3 separate regions of the Mus musculus genome follow, and all the other regions are linked to region 1. Evidence: chromatin contacts called from public HiChIP or PLAC-seq data. All regions are on one chromosome and are shown on one strand. Each heading gives the region's core, a stretch centred on a gene start, on an enhancer-like site or on the middle of the called end of the contact. The rest is flanking DNA. Distances are from core to core; before and after follow the strand shown.

Evidence for each region. HiChIP or PLAC-seq counts read pairs in DNA pulled down with a chosen protein or histone mark.
Region 2: an H3K4me3 HiChIP or PLAC-seq map of bone marrow-derived macrophages shows a contact between it and region 1, with 2.7 times the contacts expected there. The contact joins the enhancer-like site here to the promoter of Hottip in region 1. A contact is called at or near these places in 2 of 39 promoter capture datasets (the 3T3-L1 cell line and embryonic stem cells), 1 of 484 Hi-C or Micro-C datasets (embryonic stem cells), 3 of 115 datasets of contacts at active chromatin or transcription factors (bone marrow-derived macrophages and embryonic stem cells) and 2 of 9 other capture datasets (adipose tissue and embryonic stem cells).
Region 3: a contact with region 1 is called in a FOXA1 HiChIP or PLAC-seq map of pancreatic cancer cells. The contact joins the enhancer-like site here to the promoter of Hottip in region 1. A contact is called at or near these places in 3 of 39 promoter capture datasets (the 3T3-L1 cell line and embryonic stem cells), 4 of 484 Hi-C or Micro-C datasets (the BV-2 cell line, bone marrow-derived macrophages, hematopoietic stem and progenitor cells and 1 more), 5 of 115 datasets of contacts at active chromatin or transcription factors (bone marrow-derived macrophages, embryonic stem cells, memory CD8 T cells and 2 more) and 2 of 9 other capture datasets (embryonic stem cells and liver).

What each region holds. Positions count from the first base shown.
Region 1 is chr6:52,259,993-52,264,330 of GRCm38.p6, forward strand. It overlaps Hottip (Hoxa distal transcript antisense RNA), which reads left to right and starts at 2,783. Exons shown (of 2, transcript NR_110442.1): 1 at 2,783-2,872. It overlaps Hoxa13 (homeobox A13), which reads right to left and starts at 888. Exons shown (of 5, transcript NM_008264.1): 1 at 645-888; 2 at 560-643; 3 at 550-557; 4 at 1-548. The coding sequence starts at 782.
Region 2 is chr6:52,440,742-52,444,743 of GRCm38.p6, forward strand. No RefSeq gene overlaps it. Among named protein-coding and RNA genes, the nearest start is that of 1700094M24Rik, 50 kb to the right of the region's middle. RefSeq lists an enhancer at 1,876-3,788. Within about 2 kb of position 1,515, at least 32 of the 459 cell types and tissues checked have an H3K27ac peak or open chromatin away from gene starts, as enhancers often do. A contact at or near this core is called in bone marrow-derived macrophages, where this site is marked.
Region 3 is chr6:52,472,668-52,476,767 of GRCm38.p6, forward strand. No RefSeq gene overlaps it. Among named protein-coding and RNA genes, the nearest start is that of 1700094M24Rik, 18 kb to the right of the region's middle. Within about 2 kb of position 1,469, at least 13 of the 459 cell types and tissues checked have an H3K27ac peak or open chromatin away from gene starts, as enhancers often do. A contact at or near this core is called in memory CD8 T cells and pancreatic cancer cells, where this site is marked.

The DNA.
Region 1 (4,338 bases), core at 1,533-4,032:
GCGACTCGCCAGGACCCCCGAGCCCCGGAACTACTGGCATATCCAGGTAGCCGGGCACGGGCTGGTGATGGTGGTAAGGCCCGGCTGCGTAGCCCTGATGGTAGAAAGCAAACTCCTTGGCGCGGGAGCTGAACTCCTCGGCCGCGGGGCCGGCGGTGTCCATGTACTTGTCGGCGAAGGCGGCGGCGGCCGAAGCAGGCTGCGCGCACGACTTGATGGCGTTGGGGTGCGGGCCCATGCGGGCGCACGGGTAGTAGCCGCTGCCGAAGTAGCCGTAGGGCAGCGCCGCGGGCCCCGACGAGCTCTGTGCCGCCGCCGAGCAGGGACTGCACTGCTTGGCGGCCTCGGCACCCGCGGGCCCCGCCGGCCCGGGCCCTCCCGACGACGACGCGGCAGCCGCGGCGGCGGCGGCAGCAGCGGCGGCGGCGGCGGCGGCGGCGGCGGACGGGGGCGCCTCCCCCGGGGCGCTGCTGTACGCGGCCGCGGCGCCGGGCGCCAGGGGTGCGGGATGCGCCATCAGGTTGCGGCACTGGTTGGCCGCGGCGGCGGGCGGCGGCGCCGCTGCGGCCACCGAGAAGTTGCCCCCCGCGGCCGCGGCAGCCGGGTGGGGGAAGCCCCCGCCCCCAGCTCCCGCCGCCGCCGCCGGCCGCCGCCCGTGCCGCCGCCGCCGCCCCTTCCATGTTCTTGTTGAGCTCGTCGGCCACCAGGCCGCCGCCGTTGTCGTAGAGAAACATGACGGTGGGCTCGATCCAGCGGGGGTGGAGGAGCACGGAGGCTGTCATAGCCCGAGCCGCATGGAGAAGACCCCAGTGGCGCTGTTTTAAAAAGCCCCCAAGAAGTGAAGAGCGCGGCGCGCGGGGCCGGGGCCCGAGCGAGGGGGGCGGGTCGCGCCCTGCGGGGTCGCGCCAGGCGGCCGCCCATTGGCCCGCCCCCGGCCCGCCCCCGGCGTATGCAAAGCGGGAGGCTCCGGCTCGGCTCCGCGCTGGGCCCGCCGTCCCCGCCGCCGCCCGCGCGGTCCTCTGCGCCAGCTCTAGCTCCCGCCGCGCGGCCGCGCAGCAGTCACCCACGGAGGAGGCGGGGGTGGGTGGGGGGGAGAAACTAGGGCGGGTGGGGCTGGGAACACAGGGACCCCGATCCCTTCCCGGGTTTCGCGCGGAGGTTGGGAGGGGCAGTGAGCGGCTGCGGTTGGGGTGCGACCTGAGGTCGTGGGGACAAGTCAGGTAAATTCTCCAGTGGCCAGGAATGAGGGTTTGCCTTGGCCTTGGACTGGCCCAGGATGTCCTGGCATGTTTTAGGGACCTCTGGGGCTGTTTTCTTTCCAGGGATGGATACATCTTTCTGCAGCTAGACCCTCCCAAGGATGTGGGAGCTTTCGCCTGGCCGAGATTGCACTCCCCACCCCCCCCTGGGGAACAAGGGCGTTTGTTTCCTGTTGGTTCCAGGAGAAGTCTGGAGCAAGGGTCCCAGGACATTTCTCTGGGAAGTTTGGGCTGCATTTGGGAGCTCCCTTCCCTGTTCTCAGGCTCTAGAGGACAATTTCAATTAGGCCTAAGGACTCAGAAGATCAGAACAACTAATTGTATCTCCTACACTCATCACACACGCGAGCGCAAATATTCGCGCGCGCGCACACACACACACACACACACACACACACACACACACACACACAGAGAGAGAGAGAGAGAGAGAGAGAGAGAGAGAGAGAGAGAGAGAGAGAGAGAGAGAGATGCATACTGCCACATTGTCCAACTTGTATATACAGCTCGCTATTCATTCCGATGCAGCAGCTATTCTCTCTGGTCCGCAGAGGATTTCAGATGAAGAAAGCACCATTCACTCACACTCCTGTCTCAGGAGTCCGGCTGCCTTTTCCTGAAGGGGTTTAAGAGGAACAGGCCCCAGCTGGGCTGCTGGCTGGAACTCCAGCCACGGTTCTGGGACTTCCTACAAGTCACTCCATAGATCCTGAGTTGGACACTTCAGACACCTGGCAATCCACTGTTGCATTCCGTTTTGGGGAAAGAGAAAAAGGCTCTTTGGGATCCTTTCATGGTTTTTCTCCTAATAGGGGCTCAGCCTGTAGTGGGTTCAAGGTGCCGGGGTTCAGCTGATGAGTTCCTCTGTACCTTGAGCTTGGTGGGGTGTTTGTATTGGGAGAGCAACGTTTGGATGCAGTGTTTTGATAAAGGATTCTGGGGACCCTGCCTCCTTAGGACTACATGCATTTCTGGTTGTGCAAGTGTGAACTGGTCAGACATCCAGAGGGGAACAAATGGTCAAAGTGAAAGTGGTGCGTTCTGGAAAATATAGACTGGGAAGAGTTCTGTACTATCTTTGCTCAAATGCTCTGGTAGGCAGCCAGGCTTGGACCTGTTCTCTAGTCCTAGCTTGTAGACTTAGCCCTAAGCTAGAGCATCAGACATACCACCCAATTCATCTGCTGCTCTGTAAGCCCCCTGGGCTTCTGGTAAGATTGGGACCAGTAAGGCGAGGCTCAGGCTTTTATCTGCCCGGATCCTGGGTTTGTTCTGACTAATGTTAAGTGTCGCCCAATAAAACCTTCCCTGATCCCCACACCCAATTCTCCCCCACACCCAGGGAGTCCTTTCTCTCCTGACTTTAGCGGTCCTGGGTAAATATTGATTTGCCCCGAGTTTACCTTCTTACTGCCTGACCATTTGCAGACTAAAGAACCAACCTCTGTGAAGACTTGATTTCTGTGTTACTTTGGAGCCCTTTTCATCCGTCCCCCCACTCCTTCCTCCCTCTAAGTGGCATTGTAAAACTCAACAGTGACAAAGAGACGAAGTACGGTTCCAGGCTCCAATTCTCGGAGACTCTCGGAGACTCGAGGGCAGTTTACATACAGGTCAGACACGCTGGAGGCCAAGGTCAAGTTGAAAGTTGCTGTCTAGTCAGCGTGAGAAACTACAATGAAAGCCCAGAGACAGAGCCGACTGCCCACCTCCCCTCGCTCTCAATTCCCCCATCCTTTGCTATCTGGCTTCTGGCTCTGTTTGGTTTCTCAGCATCTTTTTTTTTTCCCTCTCTCTTTGTAGAGTTTTGGGGGCGGTGTTTACAGGCTGGACTGGTTCTTTTCTGTCGGCCGCCCTGCTCTTAGCTGGGTTTCTGAACCTCCGAAGTTTTCCAGCTAGGTTCGGAAAAAACGAAAACACAGCTCAGGAAGGCTCCACCAGCCGATGCCTATGCCAGTTCACCTCTGGCAGTGGCTGTACTGCTGGTCCACACAGCAGCCAAGACCAGCTCCACGTTCTTTCCTCCCCCTCAGTTCACTGGAGCCGGGAGCCCTGCACTCAGGGGAAGGGCCTCAGCTCTACAGACTGCCAAAGTCGGCTGGGTCCCTCCGGCTCCAAAAATGGTGAGAAAGGAACTCATCTTTTTCCACAGAGGAATCAGAAGCAGGTTTGTCTGGGAAGAACGAAGCAGCGGGGAGGCTTTGGGCTGCATCTTTGAATTCAGTGGGCTTTGCTTCCTACACGTGGTATCCCTGTCGTGGAAGGACTTGGAATGTGAATTACTGAAGTTTATATTTTCTTATCAATTTAAAAGAGAGAGAGAGAAAACCCAAGACAGAATTATTTAGAGAAAGTAGCATCCTTGTTCTCCCCCTGTCTTAAATCTCATACATTGATGTGGATTTTCTACTAGGCTTGTATCAAGGGCATAGGAGCATATCTAGCTCCTTCTCCCTTTCCTGGGTTGCTTCTTCACTGTTTTAAAGTATCTGCATGTCCTGCTAGTAATTGAGCTGTAGGCATCATTGGAAATTGTTTCTCATATTAGAATGAACTCTGGGAATAATTTGGGGTAAGACTTTCTAGAAATTCTACTCACTGTAAAACAGCAATTCCTCAGACTTTCAGAGGGAGAGAAGAGATTCATTAATGGTTTCTTATACAATGCTCCAGACTATACCAGACCAGCTTGGTGTGGGAAAAGAACGGCTGGAGGATGAAGCCTGACTCTTAAAGAGCCAGCAGTCTCATCCAGTGTTCTTCCTCATTTACCAAAGGCACAGGGAAAATTTGTGTGTCTGTCCAGCTGGCAGGGCCTGACTTTCTGAGCTCTTTTTGTCTTCAGGCTTGGGGTTCTTCTTGCAGAAACACCAACAACTTAACATGGTTCTCCATGGCTTAGGGAAGAGAAGTCAGAGCATTCACGGTCACCTTCAGACAATAGTGGCCATAGGAGCTCTGGAGCCAAGAGCCAGGCTGGGGTGGAAGCTAGAGAAGTCTCCACTGATGCCCCAGTTTTGTCTGATGCATGCAGATTTCTCAGCGAAGGCCTTCAAGGGCAGCATGGCTACAGCCCAGC
Region 2 (4,002 bases), core at 265-2,764, 180 kb after region 1:
CCTTGCCCCCAAGTTATGTCTGTTAGTAAATAAAGATGCCAACCGCCAAGAGTTGGGCGGAATAGACATAGGAGGGGTTTGGGGTTTCAGGGTTTGGGGATAGAGGAGAAACACGAAGGAGAGACAGAAGGAGGTGGGTAGAGGAGAAGGCACCATGGGATAAGAATCTTAAAATAATGGCAATGTGGGGTTTGCTCACTAAGTTAAGAGCAACCCAGACAAAACATGGCAGATTATAGCATGGGATTATTGGCTGGGAATAGACATAGTGGCATGGAGTGCAGAGGGCAGACATCTGCCCAGCTCTTGTGCTAAGGATTACTATTCAAAGAAAGGTTGTGTGTGTCTATTATCCGGGAACTCAATGGTCAAAGGCAGAGTAGAACCCCTGGGTTGAGATTAAATAAAGACAACAGATGCCCATTCCTGGTGCTCTCTCTGGAGCCTGCAGTGTCAGCTTTCTCTCCACCTCCAGAGTCTGCCTGGAGAGTGAACGGTACCAACAGCTGGGCAGCCCACAATCTCTGCTCAAGTGCTCTGGCTTAGGGAGTTTGTATGACGTAGCCATAGGGGGCAAATGAGAAGGCCTGTGAAGAAAGTGAAGATCGGTCTCGATGAGAATTGATTTATTGAGCAGAGCTGTGTTCCAGCATGCTTATATATATTTTTAAGTTCACTCATTGCCCTGGCTACATGAGGTGAGAACTGCTATTGTCCCATCTCACAGATAAGGAAAACTGAGGAACTGCGTGTTAAATAAATTAGCTCAGCATGTGCAAACTGAGGCAGGGGGTATTAAATAATTAGCCTAAGATAATAAGGTAGTCAATGGATGTCATGATTTGAAACCAGGTGGTTTGGTTCCAGACAGGAGGTCCCAATAACTTCTCTTCTCTGTCTCTTGTGTCCTGCAACTCTTTCACCTCTCTCCAAGTAGGTCCAGCCAAAGCCCAGATGCCTTTGTGGTCTCTTGATCTTAACCAATCTCCTCCACTTATTCTTGATCTCTCTGTTGCTCTTCGGTAGTAAACAACACCCAGGAATCTCTTTGTTCTTTTACTCCTGGGTTTTTATTTCCACAAATCCACTGAGGCAAAATGGCCACTGCCAATTTTGGGCTAACTCTCCCTTAGGATGCATTACCAGGTCTTCTGCAAGACCAGTGGGAATCTCCCTTTCTACCCACTCCAGGCAAAACAGTTTCACCAGGCAGGTCCTTCTAGTTTTAAAAACTCTGAGACTTTATCCTTGGATCTGCCATCAGTTTTCCCTGTGTAATCAGTACATGAGATTTCCTATTGCTTTGTGTCTTTTAATAAATAAGGTCAAATTAAAAATCCCCACAGCCAATGGGATCCCTCTCAAAAGCTTGGGCTTCAAGGGCCCTGGGAGCCGTGTGGTGACCTAACTAAGAAAAAAAAAAAAAGCCCTTGCTGCTCTCCTGAAGTCTAGAGTGAATATGAGCATAAAATTGGGAGACAGACAGGAAGTTCCTGGCAGAAAGGGCATTTGGTTTCTCTTCCTCAGAATTCTTCCTTTTTGCTCAGAATGGCTGCCTACTGAGATGTCTACTCTGACATAGCTTCCTTTTTGGGAAGTTAAACATTGGAGTCTTTGTCAGTGGCATGACGACCTGAGAGAAACCAGGTAAGGGAATAGAACTTAGTTTGGCTCATGGTTTGGGAGAGCCTTCACTTCAGGGTGGTTAGGTCCATCACTGTCGGCATGAAGGGAGGGAGACTACCATGGTGTCATGGCAGACAGGAAGAAGAGAAGGTAGCAGGAAAGTGCCAGGGGGAAATATACCCTTCAAAGGCATGTCCCACGGACCCACTTCCTCCAACTAAGCTCCTCCTTCCACAGTTCTACGCTTCCAATATCCATCCAGTGTCCATCATCCATGGTCATGACTCAGAGCTCGAATGAGCTAACCCTCCAGGGATGGCCCCTACAGACACACGTGCAAATGTCCTCTACTAGTCTGCTAAGGTTTCAATCCAACGGAGCGATAGAATTAACGGTCGGGGAATACCTTCCTTTTCCTCCCCAGACTGATGGGGTGTTCGCCAGAGCTCCTCCAGAACTCTTCTATACTCGCCTGTTGGCTTGTTCATCCACGGCCCGGATTGTAGATCCTTGTGAGCAATGACCTCACCTCATCCTCCCGCCACTGGTTTCTAGTCCTCCCTTGCAAAGGATCTGGTTCATAGACATTTGATAAATATTTAGTAAGTGAATGGATGGGGCCCTGAGTGTAGATGTTTTCCCCCTCCGTGTTTGGGTACCTTTTCATCTCTATAAAAGAGATGGCTCGGCTTTCCTTGTTATAGAACATAATTGAAACATTCTCCCTGCTTTCTCTCTTTTAATTAGGGGAGTCCTGAAAAACCAGGAAGTCTTTTTAAAGAGAGCCAAAGCACCCCTCCCCGTCTTAGCAGCTCTGAGGTGTCTGTGGGGGCAGAGCACCCCGCCTCTGCTTTGCAGATCGTTCCAAAGCCTGCTGGCTAGGAAAGAGCAGAGGAGGGAAAGACGTTACCAGGTTCCTGCCAGGCCCTTTTTTCCAGCAATTTCCCAGAGATCAAGCCGGTGGCGGCTTCCTGCCCCCTGCTAAGATGGGCCTCGGGGTTGATGTTTTTTACTGTTCTCCAGTAAGCAACCAGATTAGCAGCTGCCTGGTCAGTAGCTGGAGGCCTCCTTTAAATTGAGAGGATTGGGGCAGCACATTCCACAAGCGGTTGGAAATGTCTCTGCCCTCCGTTCTTATTATGAAGTTACTGTGGCTCTGGGCTAGACAAGGAATACCGCAATGGTTTGGGTGGCTTTTGTTTCATGCAGCCCATAAAAAACGCAGCCTGGCCTCTTGGGTTATGCAGATGGGCAGATCTGTTGTTCTGACAACCCAACTCTATGCTCTCATTAAGTTACCTGCCAGAGGAAATCGTGCATGTTGTGTTTGGTTTTATAGCCCGCCACGCCCTCAGCACATGCTTCCCACCCACACGCTTGGAGATCCCGGTGCTCCGCGCAGCGTGCAGCTCCTTGACTTGCTTCAGGGCTTCCCTCCGTAAGAGCTGCAACCGAATTGGGCAGCAGCCCTTTCTGTCTTCGAGATGGTTTTTATGGAAAAGAGGACATCTAAATCTCCCACAAAAGCCTAGTACCAGAGGCGGAGGAGTTGGTGATGTCATGGCGTCTTTTTCATTCTGATTAAGCCTGGGGACTCAGGGTAGCTGTTATCCTGTTGCCACCTTTCTCTTAGTCGAGTGCACAGCAGTGGGCAAGAACCCTTGGGCTGATGTAGGTTATAAAAACACAAACCGTGAAGTGGAAGGTTGAGAACTGTGTGGAAACTTTTAACACCAAGCACTGAGGTGGCTCTGGGTCTGGAAGATGAGGAGAAAGAGCTTAGACTGGGACTTAGTGTACATCCTTCAAAGAAGAAGCTGGGTGTGGTGGTGACGCCTTTAATCCCTGAACAAGCAAGGCAGAGACAGATAGGTCTCTGGTGAGGTCAGCCTGGTCTACAGAGTAAGTTCCAGGATAGCCGGGGCTACACAGAGAAACCCTGCCTCAAACAACCAATGAAGGAGGAGGAAGGGGAGGAGGAGGAGGAAAAGGAGGAAGAAGAGGAAGAAGAGAAGGAGGAGGAACTATCTCTCCCTGTGCTGCTGAGGACTGGCAAGGCACAAACCAGTTAGTGGTGGGCTGGAGGTAGTCAGTAACCTTGCCCCCAGCACATGGGCAATAAGGTGCCCAGCTTTTGTGCAGCAGGTCCCTTCTGCATTCATATCAGCACCATGTGGCCAACTGTGTTTTTAACAGTGGACAAAGTCGGGGAAGGGGGGAGGCAGATAAGGAAAAGGATCTTTCCACATGCCCCTGTTTATTATGCTCCTGTAACCATTGTATTACCCTATCAGGACCACGCTGCTGGAGCCTGGGGCCTGGGGCCTGGGGCCTGGGGCCTGGGGCCTGGGGCCTGGAGCCTGAGCCTGAGCCTGA
Region 3 (4,100 bases), core at 219-2,718, 210 kb after region 1:
CAAAAAAAAAACAAAGTATGACATGTGTTACAACACAAGTGACACTTGAAAACATTATGCTAGGTAGGAGAGGTCAGACTTGAAAAGGTGACATGTGTGGTTTCATTGGTACAAAATATCCAGAGAAGATCAATCCATAGGGACAGAGAGTAGCTTGGTTATTTTCAGGAGACAGAGAGAGAAGAAAATGGAGGAGGGCCATGACATATATGGGTTTCCTTCTGAGTTGATGAAAATGTTTGAGAACTAGTGGTATGGTGTTTAAGAAACACTTTGACTGTACTAAATGTCATAGGACGATTCATTTTAAAAATTGCCAATTTATGTTATAGGAATTTTTACCTCAGCTGGAACATACCACAACACACACACACACACACACACACACACGTACACACGTACACACACACACACATGCACGTACACAAACCCCTAAAGGCCTCAGAACAATAAGAGTATTTCCGAAAAGATACCCAGCAGTGCAGGGGTCTGCTCGAAGGATGCTGTGAGCCATCTAAGCAACAGGGCCACTAATGAGCTCCCTCCTCCCTGGAAGCCCACATCCCTCCTCCTCCTCCCTTGCTCCTCTCAGCTATTCATTAGGCTCCAACCTGCTACTTGTCAGGTAGCATTAGTTGTCAGGGCTTCCAGGGGACTTGTGCGCCCTTGTTCTCCCTGATTCCTTATTTATTATGTTAATGAGAACATGATCAAGCCTCGGAGCAGACGTTCCAAGGTGGATACCAGGGCGGTAGTCCACGACAATTGTCCACATGGTACTGTAGTGCTGCACCCGATAAGAGCTTTGTTTGGTTTGGAACTCAACTTGGGATCGCACTTGCTCTGGGTTCTTTAGAAAGTCAGTTATTTTGAGTTCTCTAATCTTAAAAAAAGGGCTAAATAACACTTTCATTATTATTTTTAATATCCCCCAAACCAAGAGCTTTGCACCATCTCACCTGGACAGCAGCTGTGCGACACCTCACCTATACATCGTACCCCGCCATCCTCCCTCCTCCCACCCTCCCTCCTCATCAGGCTCTCTGCTGCCTTTTATTTTTCTCCTTCTAACCTAACAACACACTGTCACACCCAAGCCGCGAGGGGTGTGTTTGTGTGTGTGTGTGTGTGTGTGTGTGTGTGTGTGTGTGTGTGTGTGTGTGTGTCACACCTTCCAGAGCCCACAGCTCACTCAGGAGGAAAGGCAAGTCCCCACCCGAGCCTTCCTGGTCCTCCCTAACCTCGAAGACCCTCCTCCTACCACCGCTCACTCCAGTTTGGTTCAGTGTTCTCTGTTCCCACCTGGGGAGGGGGGCGATGTGAGTTTGCTGTTCTTTCTCTCTGGATGATTGTTCATAACTTTGCACCCCCACCCCTTTCACAAACCCATCTCAGCAGCCAGAGAGAGATTTTCACGCCGGTGCTCTCCCCTCCCCTTCCATGCCTAATTTGGCTTTGTGGCCCATCACGTTTAACCGCAGCATTTAGTGCCAGGCGCACTGTTTGCGCCTTGTTATTTGTCTTCCCTTTGAGGCAAGCCCTAAGAGCCGTTTCTGTTTGTTTCTGTTATGCTTTATCTCACAGACTAATTCCAAGCAACCCGAATAGTATCTGGCCTGGCACACAGCACACGGTCCATAAATACTTGGTGAATGAGTTATTTTGAAGATCAGGGACAATGGATAGAAAAACGGGAAGAGAAAGGCACGGCATTTAATTATTCATGTCAAACCCAACTGCCTTATGCCAGTAGAAAAGGTGATATTTATAAGAAAAAAAAATTCTGTCTTTTCACTGTGCAGAAACCACCAGGACCCCACCAAGAGGCAGATGTCACAGACTCGTGAGTTTCAACCCCGAAAGGCAGCCATGTAATCCTTGTCCCAGAACTTCCCACATCCTGAGCATAGACTTCCAATGAGCAGACTGAGGCGAGAGTCAAAAAGGTTGCGTTGTGTCACAGTGGGAGTGGGATTTTGTGGACATATCCGACCAGGTTTGTGGGCATATCCGACCAGGTTTTTATTTGCTACTACAAAATTAAATTACGAATGAATTTAGTTCAATCAAAACTTAGAAACCTGAACAGAAAGTGCATGTGAGTACACATGTGTGCAGGTATGAGTGTGCTAGTGCATGTGAGAGCGAATACATGTGTGTGCTCATGCACGTGTGTATATGTGCTCGTGTGTGTGTGTGTGTGTGTGTGTGTGTGTGTGTGTGTGTGTGTGTGTGAGTTGGAGTGGGGAGAATGGTGAGAGAGACAAATCACACAGAGGTCAGGCCTGACAGGAAAGTTCCTTCTTAAAGTCTTATAAATAGAAGGTAATTTCTAAAATGTCAAGGGTTTCTTGGCTCAATTAAAATTATTTGTAGCACAAATGGTTGAGATCGGGGAGTGCTTTAAGCAGGGAAGATGCAGTCACCGGAGTAATAAGGGCCCAGGGTTCTTCTTGATAAGCATTATTCAAACTCATGGAGTTCCCGACGACAACGAGGCAGATGCCAGGGTAAAAGAGGTGGAGCAGCTTCAGGCCCCCACCTTCCTGCCCCCACCTGGAAACTCAAAAGTGCCACCAGCCATTTTGCAATCAAAACAACTTCATTCCCTGTGTCCATTGGGGAAGAAAGAGCCGTAACTCAGTGCATCCAGACTTAGGGAGACTGGGAACGGCTCCGGTGCTCCAGGCCTGAGCAAAAGCATCTATCCTTCTTTCTAAATACGGTTTGGAGTCTGTGCCTGTCATCTCCTAAAGGATGAATTTTGCAAATATTATGAAGTTATCCATTTGGGAAACAAAAAAAAAAATCTCTTCTATACCCAGGTTTTGTCATAGACAGATAGTTCTTTACACAGCAAGCCCAGGAATATTCAGGCGCTGCCTCCTAAAGTCCAATGAAGTGTCGATTCAAGCCAGAGGCATGATTATTTATTGTCAACACAGACTGTCATCACTTAAGGCCACCGTCAGAAAAAAAAAATGGCTGATGATTGATACTGACGGCAATGATGATTGCTCTTGCAATAAGCTTAATTAAGATAATGAACTGCTATTGCATGTGGCTTCCTTGGGACACCGGTGGGATAATGTGTCTGTGCCACAAGGACATCACCAGCCAGCACGGCCATCTTAGCTCAGTCCTGACACGAGTGGGAGCCCTGGAGGCAGTGAGTGTGACTCCTGTGGTCCGTCCCTTCTGTCCCTAGATCCTTGTTCCTCTCACACTCGGCAGACGATAGACTGAGGGTGGCATCAGGGTCCCCTGGTCACTGGGTCTGCTTCAAATGCAGCCCAGCAGAAGGTCCAGAAATCAAAGTCAGTCTGCAATCATTTGAAATGTCCCTCAAAACCATACGTTTGGAAACACATTTGCTCCGCAGCTGATGGTGCTGTTTGGAGAGGTTGTAGAACCTTCCAGACATAGGGTCTAGCTAGCTGACAGGCCATAGAGGTAGAACTTACATGGGGGGCGGGGGGTGGTGGTGGTGGTGATTCCTGACAGCCATGGAACGTCAGTCTCCATGCCTTCTTCACCATGATGGTCTGTGTCCTGTAGAGCCCAAACCAAGCCTCCCTGCCCAGAGAGAGAGCTCAGGGGCTGAGAGCACCACGCACTTTCCCTCCAGAAGAACCCAAGTTTAACTCCCAGCCCTCATGTCAGGTGACTCGCAACTTCATGTGCAACCCAAAACTGCATCTGCATTCCTGTGTATACACAGACTTACACATAAAGGTAATAAAGAATAAATATTTTTTAAAACTCAATTCTTCCCCCTTCAAGGTTCTTCTGTGAGGGTTTTTTTTTCCCCCTCCCTCTGAGGAGAATAGTGATAAATGCACCGTGAGATGTTAAATTCTATTTCCGCCACACCTTCCTATGAAGCAATGGAGCCCTCAGCAAAATGTCTTCTGCTCTCTTGGCACAGTGATCAGAGGCTGGACTCTATAACAACCTGTCCTTTTTCCTTCCCACGCCTTTTTCTGCTAGCTTTCCTCTGTCCCTTCAGCACCTGGGGTGTAGACAGACAGGAGAAGAAAAAACAAAACAAAACAAAACCTGAAGGTCTTTAGAACCACCCAGAAGGCCAGTCTCAGACT